Linked DNA regions of Ovis aries: region 2 is linked to region 1. A link is a contact called in public Hi-C data. All regions are on one chromosome and are shown on one strand. The core of a region is the stretch at or near the end of the contact, and the rest is flanking DNA. Distances in the headings are between cores, read along the strand shown. Region 1 overlaps WDR73 (WD repeat domain 73). Region 2 overlaps SLC28A1 (solute carrier family 28 member 1).

Region 1 (2,700 bases), core at 127-2,626:
GCATGGCTATAAGCTGTCTGTGAAAGTGAAGTCGCTCCGTCATGTCTGACTTTGCACTCCCCCCATCCATGGGATTCTCCAGGCAAGAATACTGGAGTGGGTTGCCATTTCCTTCTCCAGGGGATCTTCCTGACCCAGGGATCAAACCCAGGCCTCCCGCGTTGCAGGCAGACACGCTACCGTCTGGGCCACCAGGGAAGCCACCAGGAAGAGTTCTCCAAGTTCCTTCCCCATACACAGCATAGACCTCGTGAAGGCACAGCTCCCCAGGCCTAGGTGCTGTCCAGGCCCCTGCAGGTAGGGGCTGTGGCTTCTCCTCTCAGCTCGGGGGCTGAGGAATCTGCTGAGGATGTCTTTAGATGAAGACATGTCTAACGGTGTCAGCCACCTGTCTCCTGAGGCTTCCACTGAAGGCTTCAGTCTGAGCGGCTCTTCCCGCCCCTCCCCCCACCGGTTGCCCGGATTTCTGGGCTTTGGTGGCTCAACAGCGCCCTCTCGTGGCCACGACTTTCCTTTCAATCCGGTAATACATTCGCTCAGTATCTCAGGTCTGGAGCCATTCTGACCCCTGAAGGAGGTTGCTTACAGCTGCTGTGACCTGTTCTGCTGGTTTAATCTTCAGACACAACCTTCTTGCTTTCTTCTTTTCAAATAATCTTTATTTATTTACTTTTGACTGCACTGGGTCTTAGTTGTGGCATGCGGGATCTGTGTTGCAGTGCCCAGGCTCAGTATTTTCGGTGCACGGGTTAGTTGTCCTGCAGCAAGTGAGATCTTAGTTCCTTGCCCAGGGAATGAACCCACATCCCCTGCATTAGAAGGCAGAGTCTTAACCACTGGACTCCCAGGGAAGTCTCCACTTTCTTTTATTGCCCAGTTCTTGGAGGTGACTCACAGTATCTTTTGCTTTGACTTCATAGTAATTTTTCCTTTCAGTTGGTTTGGTGAGGGTGGTGTGCTTTCGTAAAGGGGGTATTTTCCCCCGAGAGAGGGGAGGAGGAGGAGGAGGAACCTGCATTTCTTTCCTGTTGTTAACTGTGGAGTGACTGTCCAGTCAGCAGCTCCAAAGCTTTTGTCTTCCATTGCATCTTTGAAATCGGCCTTTGATGGCTTTCCCTCAGCTGCCTCCTTCCCTGCCGTCAGGGGACAGATCCCACCTGAGAACCCCTGGCTCTGAGCAGGTCCTGGGGGATCCCTGCCAGGCTCCCTGCAGTCTGTGGAAGGGGAAGAGGGAGCCATCTAAGTGAGGCCCGGGAGAGTCAGGCCGGCTGGGCTGTTTGAATCTCGGCCTCACTGGCGCCCCTAGAGACACTCTGGGCCTGAGGCTCAGCTGTTGTGTCTGCTTCGAGCCCCACCCCCCTGCAGTCCCTGGGGCAGCGCAGTTACATTCTGCAAGTCTGCACCAAGGGCACCGAGAGCCTGTGACTTGGGGAGCAGGGCCCAGGGGGCCTCTGCAGGCAGCTGGGCCTGGCCACGCCCTCTGTGATGTGTGTGTGTGTGTGTGTGTGTGTGTGTCTGTGTGTCTGTGTGTCTGTGTGTCTGTGTCTGTGTCTGTGGCCGGCCATCCCTTCTTCATCTAGAGTGTAAAAATACAGATCTCCATTTTCTTCAGAGAACCTGGAAACCAAACAGCGAGCCCTCTCTAGGAGCTAGAAAATGGAAAATGGGTGTCTCCCTTTAAGTAACAATAGCGTGTACAGCAAACTGCTTGTTCTGAACTGTTACGCATGGAGGTGGCAGAGGATGGGAACCTGCCTGCTGTCCAAGCAGGCTGAGGTGAACAGAGCTCGAGTCTGATTTAGCCTGAGGTCAAGTGTGTCGATGTTCAGTGTGAAAAAGACGTGGACTTTCTTGCCCTGTTTACATTTGAAGACATCTGTGTTGTACCCTTCACCTGCTAGGCTTCAGTAAACAGCTTGAGGTCACGGGACATGTTTTTGAAGAAATAATGTTACTTCGTGAACTCTTCCTGTTATAAACGACAGTGCCGGTGTGTTCTTTTCTCTTCCTTTATTTGTTCTCCACAAAACTATAAAAAGCCAGAGCTGCTTGGCGGGCCTGGATGTGGCCGCTGTCATTCATTCCCTCCGGTTTGGGAAACAGTCCATGAGACAAATCATAGAGAAATGGCAGTGCCCCTGACAGCTCCAGAGTCAGGAGCACAGTGCGGGGCTATTGCGTCTCCACATCTTCCCTCGCCGACAGTGAGCTCCTTCTCTCCCCTGACCTTCTGCCTGGCCCTTCCCATGCGATGTTGCAGACCTGCCTTAACATTCTGGACTTGAGCCTCTCCCGCTTCCCGCCAGATGTCATCAGAGCTGTCAGCACCATTGATGTGCACGAGAGCGAGGAGCCTCTTTGGCCCAGGGTGGCCGTTTTCCCATCAGTGGCACCCGGCATCCTCCATGGCACGAGGCTCAGCAGCCTGAAGGTGGTGGATCTGGACTCACAGAAGACCATGTACACCTCAGGTACCACAGTCCTTTCCAGCTCCTCCCCCCCCAGCCCTGCTCAGCCACACTGGAATCCAAATTCAGCCCTGCGTGCCCGCTGCTGTGGAAGTGAGGTGAATGAGAGGCGAGGCCTGGCCTCAGGGGCTCCTGTTTTGGGTGTGGGGAGGTGGTCCTGAGAGCAGCACCCAGCCAGCTGAGTGCACCTGCAAGATGGGGGGCACCAGGGACGTGACTCACTCAGCCTGGG
Region 2 (2,700 bases), core at 173-2,672, 270 kb before region 1:
TTTACACATGGGGAGACTCAGGATGTGGCTGACTCTTGCTCGGCCCCGTTCAGAAGCCCCAGACTCCATCCCAGGAGCTCTCACTCTTGTACAATTGATCGAGGAACATCCGTGGCCACCCCTCAACCCATGACGTGTTCACAGCCTGAGGTACACATCTGGGTCTCCTCTCACAGTGGTCCCCAGCCAGAGGAGTAGGTAAGGAGACCAGTTCCTGGGCCTAGAGAGAGAGCTCGCAGCTGCTTTAGAGTTTTTTGGGCAAACACGCTAAAAAGGGACATGTGTGTAGAGGTCACAATGAAAGGATTCATTGAGGTCCCTTGGGACTTCAGACCAAGTCTAGACCAGTGTCATTTGATAGAAATATAATGGAAAGCACACCTGTGATTTAAGTTTTCTAGCAAGTGGTCTAGTGGTTAAGAATCCACTGTCAATGCCAGGGTTCAATCCCCAGTCGTGGAAGATCCCACATGATTCAGGGCAACTAAGCCAGAGCACCACAGCTACTGAGCCTGTGCTCTAGAGTCCATGATCTGAAACCAGAGAAGCCCCCACACTGCAACAGAGAGAAGCCCCTGCTCGCCACAACTAGAGAAAGCCCTTGCTCAGCAACAAAGATCCAGCGGAGTCAAAAACAAATACATAAAAATAAATCTTTCTTTAAAGGTAAAAAGAAATAGATGAAATTAATTTTGATGATGTATTTAATTTAACCCAATATATCTGACATATCATTTACCCATGTAGTCAATGGAAGACTTACCAATGAAGTAAAAAAAGAAAAGTATAAAAACAAAAAACGAAAAAAAAATTTATCAATGAAGTAAAGTGGAGTATTAATCCTTCAGTTGTGTCCAACTCTTTGCGACCCCATGGACTATAGCCCACCAGGCTCCTCTGTCCATGGGATTCTCCAGGCAAGAATACTGGAGTGGGCTGCCATTCCCTTCTCCAGGGGATCTTCCCAACCCAGGAATCAAACCCAGGTCTCCTGCATTGCAGGCAGATTCTTTACCTTCTGAGCCACTAGGGAAGCCCTAGAACTTATCAATAAAACATATTAATTGATTTTTTCACACCAAGTCTCACAGACCTCATTTCAGACCAGCTACAGTTCAAGGTTCAACAGTAGTTAGTGGCTACTGACTCTGACTGACAGTGCAGGTCTAGAAATATCAGCTTTTAGCAACAGGAAGGTGCAGGAAGAGGGAACCCAGAAGTTGAGCATCAAAGAGAAAAGAAGAGAGAGAGTTGAGATCTCTCTGGAATTCAGGCGCTAAGGGCAGAGTCCAAAGACTCCATGAGGAACTGCCTGGAGGAGAGAGTAATAGGAGAGAGAGGAGAGAGTGGGATGGCAGGGCTGTGGGAGGAAGCGACTCCCGCCCCGTCCCGGGTTGCTGCAGTGGCAGCCAAGAGCCAGGTGGGGGCAGAAGAGATTTTCTCTGTGGCCAGACTGGAGGCAGATCCAGAGGTCTGAGGGGAGGAGGAAGGGGATGTGGCCTTTCAGCAGGCCAGCTAGGGTACTAGTTTGGGGCTTCCAGACCAGAGGCTGTGGATAGAGACCCGCAGCCACGTGCCTGATCTGGGCGGCCTCTGCATCTTCTGTGGAGCTAAAGGGGAGTGGGACCCCGGGCCTCTTCATTAGGGAGGCCGGCCTGCCTGGGGCTAGGCCTGGACTCTGGCTCAACCAAGAGAAAGAAAAGAGGCTGAGTTGTAAGACGATTGTGGGAAAGGGATAAGAGTTTTTCCAGTACTTTAGTCTTAAGTAATAGCAGCAACGCTCATGCTCATGTGGTAGAAAGAACACCATTCTTTCAACTGCCTGTGGGACCCAGGACAAAGTTAAGACATTTAAAGGCTCTAAGTTTCGAACTGCCCTGGGGGTTCAGTGGTTTAGAGTCTGCCTACCAATGCAGGGGACACCAGTTTGATTCCTGGCTCAGGAAAATTCCACATGCCATGCGGCAACTGAGCCCATGTACCACAATTACTGAAGCCCATGCACCTTAGATCCCGTGCTCCACAGCAAGAGAAGCCACTGCAATGAGAAGCCCCCACACCGAGATGAAGAGGACCCCCGCCCCCCACTAGCCACAACTAGAGAAAGCCAGTGTCCAGCAACAAAGACCCTGCACAGCCAAAAATAAATTATTTTAAAAAAAATTAGAAAGTCTTTAAGTCCTGAGGATAATAGGGAAGCCCCTCCCTCAACAGCCACCATGAAGAGTTTTGGGACGAAAGTCTTTAGTTTTCGTTTCTGAAATATCAAATTCCTTCCAAAATCAATTGATGGTGAGTTTCAGGGGAGGAGCAGGCATGCACCAGCTCTGATGGGCCTTTCCTAGGCCCAGGTGAGACAAGCTGTAAACCAGATGCTAACATTCTACATGGAACTTGCCAGGAGAAGACAAAGCCCCAGAGTGCAAGGGGCCTTCTTGAAAATCACGTGGCAGCAGCCATCCTGCCCAGACAGCTCTGTGAGTATGTGGGGCTGAGCCTCCCAGTGTGGCCTAGGTGTTCTGAGGGAAGGGAGCACCAAGGAGCGGGTTTCCCCATCCCCAAGGACACCGGAGAGAAAGACAAGTGGAATCTGGGACCAGAGAAGGGGACAGTTCAGGTCGTTCTGTCACCCCTGGCCCACTCAGGCACAGCATCAGGAGAGCCCGGGTGCTGGGAAAGGTAAGCTGCTGCTGTTGTTGT

What was found. Hi-C and Micro-C count contacts between places; a contact is called where the count stands out from the background.
Region 2: a contact with region 1 is called in a Hi-C map of hypothalamus, with 8 times the contacts expected there. The contact joins two enhancer-like sites. A contact is called at or near these places in 11 of 16 Hi-C or Micro-C datasets (blood, hypothalamus, liver and 5 more).

Annotation. Positions count from the first base shown.
Region 1 is chr18:21,617,912-21,620,611 of ARS-UI_Ramb_v3.0, reverse strand. WDR73 (WD repeat domain 73) reads left to right here. Exons shown (of 8, transcript XM_004017765.5): 6 at 2,307-2,471. Among named protein-coding and RNA genes, the nearest start is that of WDR73, 8.4 kb to the left of the region's middle. Within about 2 kb of position 1,376, at least 6 of the 54 cell types and tissues checked have an H3K27ac peak or open chromatin away from gene starts, as enhancers often do.
Region 2 is chr18:21,885,108-21,887,807 of ARS-UI_Ramb_v3.0, reverse strand. The region is part of intron 10 of SLC28A1 (solute carrier family 28 member 1); the gene reads right to left. Among named protein-coding and RNA genes, the nearest start is that of SLC28A1, 47 kb to the right of the region's middle. Within about 2 kb of position 1,422, at least 7 of the 54 cell types and tissues checked have an H3K27ac peak or open chromatin away from gene starts, as enhancers often do.